Regions from separate parts of the Mus musculus genome. Here region 1 is linked to region 2. A link is a contact called in public promoter capture Hi-C data. All regions are on one chromosome and are shown on one strand. Each heading gives the region's core, a stretch centred on a gene start, on an enhancer-like site or on the middle of the called end of the contact. The rest is flanking DNA. Distances are from core to core; before and after follow the strand shown.

The links. Promoter capture Hi-C pulls out the DNA fragments that hold promoters and counts their contacts.
Region 1: a promoter capture Hi-C map of liver shows a contact between it and region 2, with 4 times the contacts expected there. The contact joins the promoter of Mtmr12 here to the promoter of Rpl37 in region 2. A contact is called at or near these places in 3 of 39 promoter capture datasets (liver and pre-B cells).

What each region holds. Positions count from the first base shown.
Region 1 is chr15:12,202,303-12,206,906 of GRCm38.p6, forward strand. It overlaps Mtmr12 (myotubularin related protein 12), which reads left to right and starts at 2,726. Exons shown (of 16, transcript NM_172958.4): 1 at 2,726-2,977. The coding sequence starts at 2,897.
Region 2 is chr15:5,115,146-5,120,070 of GRCm38.p6, forward strand. It overlaps Rpl37 (ribosomal protein L37), which reads left to right and starts at 1,468. Exons shown (of 4, transcript NM_026069.3): 1 at 1,468-1,539; 2 at 2,142-2,277; 3 at 2,474-2,558; 4 at 3,422-3,995. The coding sequence starts at 1,537. The coding sequence ends at 3,491. Snord72 (small nucleolar RNA, C/D box 72) reads left to right here and starts at 3,276; the gene lies at 3,276-3,335. It also overlaps a transcript of Card6 not described here.

The DNA of each region.
Region 1 (4,604 bases), core at 1,476-3,975, 7.1 Mb after region 2:
AAACAAACAAAAAAGGTGGGGGGGCAGTGTTAGGTAGGGCTTTCTAGATAAGCAGAACCAACAGGACTGTAAAGAGACCTATTATAAAGAGAATTTACTAAGAAGGCTTACAACTCATATGGGCCTTGTAGTCTTAACAATGGCTGTCTGTATGTCTGAGAGCCAGGTAGCTGCTCAGTCACAGAAGCCGGTTGCCTTATAGTCCCAATGTGGTGCTGAAGGCTTAGGAGAGTCCTGGAGAGTCAAGCTGAGTGAGGCTGGAGTCTGACGTCAGTGAAGGGGACAACAGTTGCAGCAATGTGGCAAGGCAAACTATTCAGCCAGTACCCAGACAGGCAATGGAGCTGTACTGGTGTTCTCTGGATCTTTTGCTATCTGGGCCACCTACTAGGAGATGCCCCCACCCACCCTGTTAATCCTTCCTGGAAATGCTCTTGTAGAACTGCCCATAGGTGTGTCTTTAGTTCATTCCAGATTCCATCAAGTTGACAATCAAGATTACCCATCAAGGCTGGCGTGACAGTTGTGGAGTTAAGAGCACTTCTTCTTAACCTGAATTTGTTTCTCGGCACCAAAGTGGGGTATTACCAGTGCTCATAACTACAGCTTCAGGGAATATGACACCCCCCTGACAGATAGACACACACATCAAAATAAAATAAATCTTAAAAAAGTGTTTAAACAGGCAGTGGTGGCACACGCCTTTAATCCCAGCACTTGGGAGGCAGAGGCAGGCAGATTTCTGAGTTCGAGGCCAGCCTGGTCTATAGAGTGAGTACCAGGACAGCTAGAGCTACACAGAGAAACCCTGTCTCGAAAAACCAAAAAAAAAAAAAAAAAAAAAAAAAAAAAAAAAAAAAGAAAAAAGAAAAAAAGTGTTTATCAGTGAGTGAAACATGTATGAGTGGTGTACTCATACCTCTGCTTGTAACAGAGTACCTTACAGTTGATCGTTTATACACAATACAAAATTGCTTCTCACTGTTCCAGAGTCTAGGGAATTCCAGAATCAGTAGATTCCACGTTGGGAAGAGTGGGCCATTCAACGATGACACATTTTTTTTTTATTTTAAGATTTATTTATGTGACTACACTAGCTGTCTTCAGATACACCAGAAGAGAGCATCTGATCCCATTACAGATGGTTGTGAGTCACCATGTAGTTGCCGGGACTTGAACTCAGGACCTCTGGAAGAGCCATCAATGCTCTTAACCACTGAGCCAACTCTCCAGCCCAGAATGGTGACACATTCTTGCTGAGTTCTCTCAATGGGGGAGGGTTAGCCAGAACCCTCTGATCTCATAAGGGCATTCCTTCAAGGCTCAATAATCTCCAAGTCCACTTCTTCCTCACAGTATCACATGGGGGAGGGGGACGGACACAATCAGAAGAGGGTGGCAAACCAGCTGGTTTTTTGGTATTTAAAACGTTTCTTTTGTTGGCTCCCATTCCTGGGAAGTGTACAGACCCAGAGACAGTGTCAAGTTTTCAGAGTCGTATTACAACAGGGCTTGACCTTCAGCAGATGTTAAAGATCAGGGTGATCTAGTAACACTTAACGTTAGCTTGACGGCCGGCAGAAAGGGACATTTGCTTGGTGAATTTCTATCAAAAGCCAGCATTTCTGTTTATGGGTTGGGTCAGATCCTGGAAACAAAAGCAACAGAATCTGTCTGGCATATCGGAATCAGAGAGGTCACCTCTCCTTCCTGGGAACCAACGTGGAAAAGCACAGTTAATTGCTAGGTTTTGAGAGGAAGGTCTTATTTGTGATCTAGGTTGCCTGGGGACTTCCTAAGTAGTCCGAGCTGGCCACAAATTCACTATCTTTCTGTCTGGCCTTCCAGGTGCTGGAATAGCAGGTGTGCACTAACCACCCTTCCGTGTCACTTGTAGTACTTAGTTGGGAATTTTAAAAGAAATACAAGGGGGTGGTGCAGTTGGTCAGACTAAGGCATAGCAAGGTGCCTGACACTTGAAAAATTAACTGCAAATGTTTATTGGCTTTTCACAGTAGATGGAACAACTTCGGGTGAGCTGCATCGTATCTTATTCTTCTAACACAATGCTCCACAGGGAGAATTCAATTTGGTCTTGCTCACGCGAGGCAAGTGCCCCAAAGGTGGAATTCAAATGAATAGAAATGAATAGTGTGTGTGTGTGTGTGTGTGTGTGTGTGTGTGTTTTATTTGCTATCTTGGCTTAATATGAGAGGTTTGTCGATAACTTGGGAGAGCAGATAAGTCTTAAGGGCTTTTGATATCTTACCAGTTAGAAACCAAGCGACAAACAAAAGAAGTTTGAAGTTGAACACAACATTTTACGTCACTTTAGTCAGTTCCTATCCGCTCTGTCTCTCTTCATTCGTCTAAAGTCTGAACGTCGTCGGTGTGGTTTTGAAGCTTCTGCGGAGGCATTCTGTTCAGCAAGCTGAATTTCAAAGCTGCTGGCCAGTAAAAGAAGCAAAATGGGTAGAACGACTTGCCCGCAACAACTTAGCGACGGCAGGACCATTGGGCAAATGGCGACATTCTCGCTAGCCAATCGTGGGGAAGCCCGGAGAGAACGCTCTCCGCATTGGCTAGAGCAAATACCTCGGCCAACAAGGGGTGGGCGTGGCCAGTCCCATGCTGTGGGCGGGACCTCAGCCGGAGCAGAGCGAGCGGCGGTGGGCGTGTCCCACGGTCGCTAGGCGGGGCGCGTGGCCTGGGCGGAGCGAACGGTGTCAGCGGCGGAGCCGGATGCGGGCGGTACTGCTGCCGCCGCCGCGGCCCTAGGGATGGGCGGAGCCCCGGCCGCTGGTGCTGGTGGCCGCCGCCGCTGCCGGAACCTGAGCCGGAGCCGCCGCCTCTGCTGTCGCCGCGCTTCGGCTTCGTTGCTTCGCAAGGCGGCGGGATGCTGGGGAAAGGGGGAGTCGGCGGTGGCGGCGGCACCAAGGCGCCCAAGCCCTCCTTCGTGTCGTACGTACGCCCTGAGGTGAGAGTGCGCCGGGCGAGCGCGGCGGCGGGTGGAGCGGCCGGGGCAGGGGCGCTTCCTGCCGGGGTGCCGGGCGGGGCGCTCTGGGGCCTCCCGGGCTGGCCGCGGCCCGGACCCCTGCGGCAGGCCGGGCAGGTGCTGGGGCAGGGCCCTGTCGCTCGCCACCGCGCCTGTGGGCGGGAGCCGGAGCCCGGGAGGTCCGGCGGCTCCGGCGCCCCAGGTATCCGGGAAGGGAAGAGAAAGCTTGCGTGGTCGGGAACCCGACGGGGTTCCCCCGGCAGCCCGCAGCCCGGTGTGTGTGCTCTGCCCGGGACTTTTCTCCGCGAGTCCTGAGAGTTCGTCTCTGTCGCGGGTGGTGCACTGCTTTGCGTCCGCGCTGCTGTATGTGGGTCGGCCTTGGCCTCTTTCGGTGTCTGCCCAGAGCATCCTCCTCCCGCTTCTTCCCATTTCATCTCCCCCCTTCCAAACTGCAATTCTAGTCGAGAAGTGCATTCACTCGGGAAATACTTTCTGCGCTCCTACTGTGTGCCAGGTACGATCCTGGAAAGCTTGTGCTAAGTATCAGTGAACAGAACAAAGATCGAGCTCCTTGGGAGCTTATGTAAAAAGAAACAAACAGTCAACGATATGCGATTATTAATTGTATAGTACTTAGAAGATGGTGGGGACAAGGAATCCTTTCATTCTTGCAAAGGTGGTATTTCAGTCAGGACGTTAGAGGACGTTAGGTCTAGGTAAGGAGTCCTGGACGGCCCCAGGGAAGGCTGCCAGTTCTGGAGTTCCGTGAATGAGGAGGACATTGAAGAGATCAGAACTAGAGCATGTTGAAGACTTCTGGAGCAGTCGTTCCTTACCTTTTAGTAGACTCCTTCTCATTTTCGATTTGTGAAAGTTGTGTGCGGTTTTTTTTTTCCCTGCTTTTGCAATTTTGTTTGTTTGTCTCTCGATTATGTAGCCTGGCTGTGCTGGAACTCACTATGTAGAGCAGTCTGGCCTCGAAGTCACAGAGCTCTGCTTGCCTCTGCCTCCCGAATGCTAGAACTCAAGGTAGTACGACCATGCCTAGCTTCTGCAATCTGTCTGTGTGCAGGTAGATGCTCTACCAAATTTACTGCCTCCAAATGTCTTCCCACTTCTCACTTGCTAAGGTGGAAAACAGGTGGGCCTGAAATGAGATATCAGAGACCTGGGGCCTGCAGCATTTGCATGTGTGTCTTGAAATCAAGGCATCTAGTGGAGAGTACTAAAATGGAACCTATTTTCAGTCGTAATTTTCAAATAAAAACCACTTCCTCTGTCAGAACTTGATATGGAGAGACAGGGTCACCTTACATTTCACCCTGTAGTCCATAGAGGTAATGTGGTCAGGTTCTCTTTGTCTTTCTTTGATAGCACCCTAGTTGAACGCTAACTGCCTTTGACCTTTAACCTTTAACCTTTCTCATTTAGTGAGAGTAAACTGCAAGTGAAGAGTCTTCTGAAGTCTGGCCAGAGTTCAAGAGTGCGCCAGTCCTTCATCTGACTGTGCAGTTTTTGCCATCAGCGCTGCTCTGTCTCCCTTGAGAGGCAGTAGGGAAAGTGGTAGCTCAGCTCACTGGACTCATGGCTTTGGGGTCTTCTTAGAGGG
Region 2 (4,925 bases), core at 218-2,717:
ATGGAGAAATTATCTAGGTGGGGTGAATGTAGTAACAAGCGGTCTTAAAAGTAGAAGAACACAGAAAACTGTACTACAACGTAAGGTAGGTTATTACTGGCCTGCAAGGTGAAAGACAGCAATTAAACAGCGACTGAGCAGAGCTACACCTCAGCACTACATTTCAATTTTAGTCAAACCAAGCCTCACTTGTGCTTCCCAGCAGAACTGTGAATGAGGCCGGCAGTGGTGGCGCTCGCCTTTAATCCCAGCACTTGGGAGGCAGAGGCCATACAATTTTAAGTGTGCGATACAATTTTGTTATCTGTAGGTACAGTAATGCAAGAGGACCCTAGAATTTATTTCCCATAACTGAAAGTTTACACCCGTTGACTAAATCTGTGTTGCTTCATGCTACTAAATTTATAGCAATTTGCCACCCAGTCTCCTAAGACTTATTTATAGTCCAGTTCAACCATTTGAATGCTTGTTTGCTTTCTCTCCCGTGTGCCCTATCTCCTCCCTCCTCTGATTTCAGTTTACTACTTCTGAGTGGAAAGGATTATACATTTTTCTTTCTACTCCCCTCCCCTAGAAGAAATTGGTACGATTTGCTAACAAAAAACAAAACAAAACAAAAAGCTTCCTTGGTGTTTGCTTTGTTCTGCTGTCCACTATCTTAAGATTTTTGAATGTGATAGACTAGCGATTCTCACATTTGTTTTAGAAAGTATGTAGATGGTATGACTGAGACTTTTCCCCAATTCATCAATGTTCGTACTATATTCTCCATGTTTCCTACTGGGATTGCGGACAGACAGTTGCATTAGCGCTAATCAAGGATGTCTAGGGTTACTTATTTCAAAATGATCTAGGAAAGTGTTTTATACAGTACAGACTTGCAAACTGTACTCAAGTCTAAAAGGGTCAGATTTCCTGGTGGCGGCGCGCTGGCTGGAAGCTGTTATTTAACAAGTTCCGCGTGTGATTCCTTGAGTGCGATCAAACAACTGGCCTCTGAATGACCACCGCGTGAAATCGAGTCGGCCCGAGTCAGAAGCTAACTAAGCTCCTACCCTCGCCGAGACACTTCGTGACTCCATCCTCTCACCAACTCTCCATACAGGCAAGCGAGCGGCCACATCAAAACGAACCTGGGAAGGCTGGCTTTCCCGGATCGGGATCCCAGTCCCAGCACTGCACAACCGCCAGGGGCGCCGCCACGCACTGGGTGTCTGACTCCCCTCGAGCCCCGGGACCGGAAACCAGACGGACTGCCAACACCGCAGCAGCCCCGACACCGCCAGAAACCCTCTCCAACCAGGAGGCGGGCCGCTGGGGAGGGCGGAGCCACAGCGCCAGGCACGCCCCCTACCGGTGTTGCAGCCCAATCGGCTCCCTGGCTCTCTCGCCCGGGAGACTACACCTCCGCACCCGAGGCCTGATAGGGCTGCACCAAGACCCGCCGGAAGTAGTTTCCTGGGCGGAAGCTTATCCACAGGAAGTGGCGGGGGTGCTTTCTCTTCCGGTCTCTTTGGCCTCGCCGGTAGAAGCAAGATGGTGAGTGTGGTTTCTGGGCTCTGTAAATCTCTCTCCATCCTTCTTCCTCGGGCTGTCCTGCCTGTTGCCCGGCGCGTCGGTGACAAGGTTGCGAGTGAGGGGAGCTGATGGGCGAGGAGACGGCGTGCTGTGGTCCGCAGGAACTGGAAGGATGGCTGCTGTGTGCAGAGCCCGGCCCACGGTCCTAGCGCCGCTGTGGGTCTCTCTGGGCTTTGGAGGAGACGTACGCACTGCAGCCCCGGGTGGGTGATCAGGACAGGCTTGGGGACATCTGTCCCCAGCCGCCGAGAAACCGGCTGCTTGGTGGGCAGTACCGCGACTGAGAGACGGGCAGAATGTTGTCCTTAACGCCTAAAGCCAAGGAGGCTTAGGTCCGCGCAGAGTAAGGCATTATAATGGTCGTGTGGATAGCCGGTAGTGCTTCCTACCTACCCTACCTGTGTGCTAAGATTTAAATCTTTACACCGTTTTGTCCCGTGTGGATCTTGTTTACGTCTCATCCATACTCATTGCTAAGAAAATGCCAGAGTACATTGAGAAGTCAGATTTCAGAGTTGCTTATATGTGGGGTTTTTTTTCCTGCTTTTTCTTTTAATGTGCAGACGAAGGGAACGTCATCCTTTGGTAAGCGTCGCAACAAGACGCACACGCTGTGCCGCCGCTGTGGCTCCAAGGCCTACCACCTTCAGAAGTCGACTTGTGGCAAGTGTGGCTACCCTGCCAAGCGCAAGAGGAAGTGTAAGTACTGTAATCCGCAGGCGGGCTTTTACCTTGACCTGAGGTAGCGATGTAATAGAAAACACATTTGGCACGCAACAACTTTGGAGGTTGGTTTGTTGGCTGAGTGGTTAAAACATAGTAATGACACTACTGAGAAAATGGGCTGACACTGGGTGCTTGGGAAAACCATTTGGAATCCTATTTTTTTTATTAGATAACTGGAGTGCCAAGGCTAAGAGACGAAACACTACCGGGACTGGTCGGATGAGGCACCTAAAGATTGTCTACCGCAGATTCAGGTACAGTTTTGGCTAAATGTCATTGGTCCTCCAGGGTAGGATGAAACTTTGCACTCTTACTGAAGGGTAGGAATGATACTGGGGTTTGGTGTGGGCCTGAGACGCCCACATTTGTCAAGACTATGAGTGGGATCTGGGGGGCAGCTTACTTGGATCTGCCTCCAGACTTTGCTCAAGTCTGCTAAGCTGTTCTGGGTGCCAGTCATAACATAGATGGGTATCTTTTTACTGGAGGCTAGGCCTTGATGTTCCTTAAAAGTACAGAATCCCCAGCCCCCCTCTTAGACTTTCCTGTGGGGTCTGTGCTTTGACAGGTGCTTTTGTGTTTGTCTCTGTTTTAAACTCAGTCCAGTTTTGTGAACTTGATGTGTAGTGGCTTGCTAGTGTTTGATAGGCTAGTGGCATGTTTTGAGCCTGATTAACCTTTATGTGCTTAGAATCACTCATCTTCCTATGTAGTATTGAGTAGAAATGAGTGCTACTTAACATTTAGACTTCTGAGTTGAGCAGCTTCAAGATCCTGTTAAGCTTGGTCAGTGTTTCCTGTTACTAAAGGAAAGGTGCCAGGACCTGTCCTTTATAGCTTAAGGAATAGCTTCATAAATACTTTAGTTCTTGTGGAAATAGGGAAAATGAGCCCAAAATTGTTGAGACAGTTAACTTTAATGTAATGTGGGTGTCTTGATTAGGGTAAACTAATAGCTTATCAATGATGTCCTAAAAAATAAATGTCTGAACATATGACTGCTATAATGATTTCAGCATTTAACTGAGATAAGCTCATTACGGTCTGCTTGATCAATTTGGAGGCAATGTTTGATATTGCTGCTTTAACTTTTTTTCTTATCTTTAACATGGCACAGACATGGATTCCGTGAGGGAACAACGCCGAAACCCAAGAGGGCAGCTGTCGCAGCATCCAGTTCTTCTTAAGGATTTCAATCAGTCATAAAATAAATGTTCTGCTTTCAAAAATTCTGTGGTGATCTAAGGTACTTTAACATCGGTTCAGAGTTCGGTTATATGATTGCTCTGGGATCCTACGCTTCTTCCTTCATAGTTCCTGTGGGTCCGAAGCTGGGAGGGGCTGGGTGGACTCTCGGGAAAGATACTCTGAGCCTGTCTCGGTCCCCATCGTGTTTGCTTGGCCCTGGGCATGGAAGTGGGTGAGTGATGAGCTGAACGAGCAGGCTTGCTAGAGATGAGGACAGTTACTGGTGTGGTTATATCACTACCATGCCTACAGTGTCTTAAGACGCTTACAGTCTGTAAGGGACTTAAATGATTTGAGCTCTTACTTATCCTGTAGTTTCTGATTTTTAACATTTACTTGAATAAAGCCAAGCAAGATAAGCCTTTATTCCCAGCACTTGGTGACAGGTGGATCTATGAGTTGGGGATCAGAGCTACACATTAAAACTCTTAATTCATCTTACTAGAACTCATAGTCCGTGTAGACTTAAGATTGGTGTGTGGTTTCCTTACTATGGCTGAATGTGTAATTTCTATCAAGGCTTAAATCAGACACTGAGGCAAGTGGGAATTAAGCTCTGGGTGTCCCGACTTGACAAACTCTAGAGATGGGAAAGATTAATACAACTCTGCAAGATAAGTGGGGCTTGAAAAAAAGCTTGTGTTAGGATTTGCAAGGTGACCTCAAGCTTGGTGGTGGCTGGAGCAGCTCGGGCCTTTAATTCCAGCACATGGGGTGCAGAGGCAAACTCAAAATCTTAAGTTTGAGGCCAGCCTGGTTTACAGAGTTAGTTGCAGACCTACAGAAAAATCCTGTCTTCAAAATCCTTTCTTAAGCTAATGCCTGTGGGAGAATTTGGGTGTTTGTGATGTCAGTTCTAGTATGTAATGGAGTTGAGAAAAATTACAGCCACAAAGCTAGGCAATAGACTGCTAAATTGAGGGTAGGGTGCAGATCTATTATTCGATACTCAGTGTGTCTAGAATTGTGACACCAACAAACATTGGGTATCCTCCATAGCACATGGAGTACGTGGAGTCCACTAGTCTCAGGTTGAACATGCCTGGCAATAAATTTTGAGCAGAGGAGTGGGTAGAGCTAACTTGAACCCTTGGCCCTGCTACTGGCTCAAGTGCTGGGGTTTAAGATGAATTTATATATTTTATTTGTATGACTACACTGTAGATGTCTTCATACACCAGAAGAGGGCATCAGATCCCATTACAGATGGTTGTGAGCCATCTCTCCAGTCCATGACTTTTGCTTTTTCTAAGACAAGGTCTCACTGGAAGCTCTCCTGGAACTCAAAGGATTGATTGGCTTACCTTTCTGGGACTGGGATTATAGGCATGAACACATGGCTGTGCTTGGATGCTTGAGTTGAGAGAAGGCTC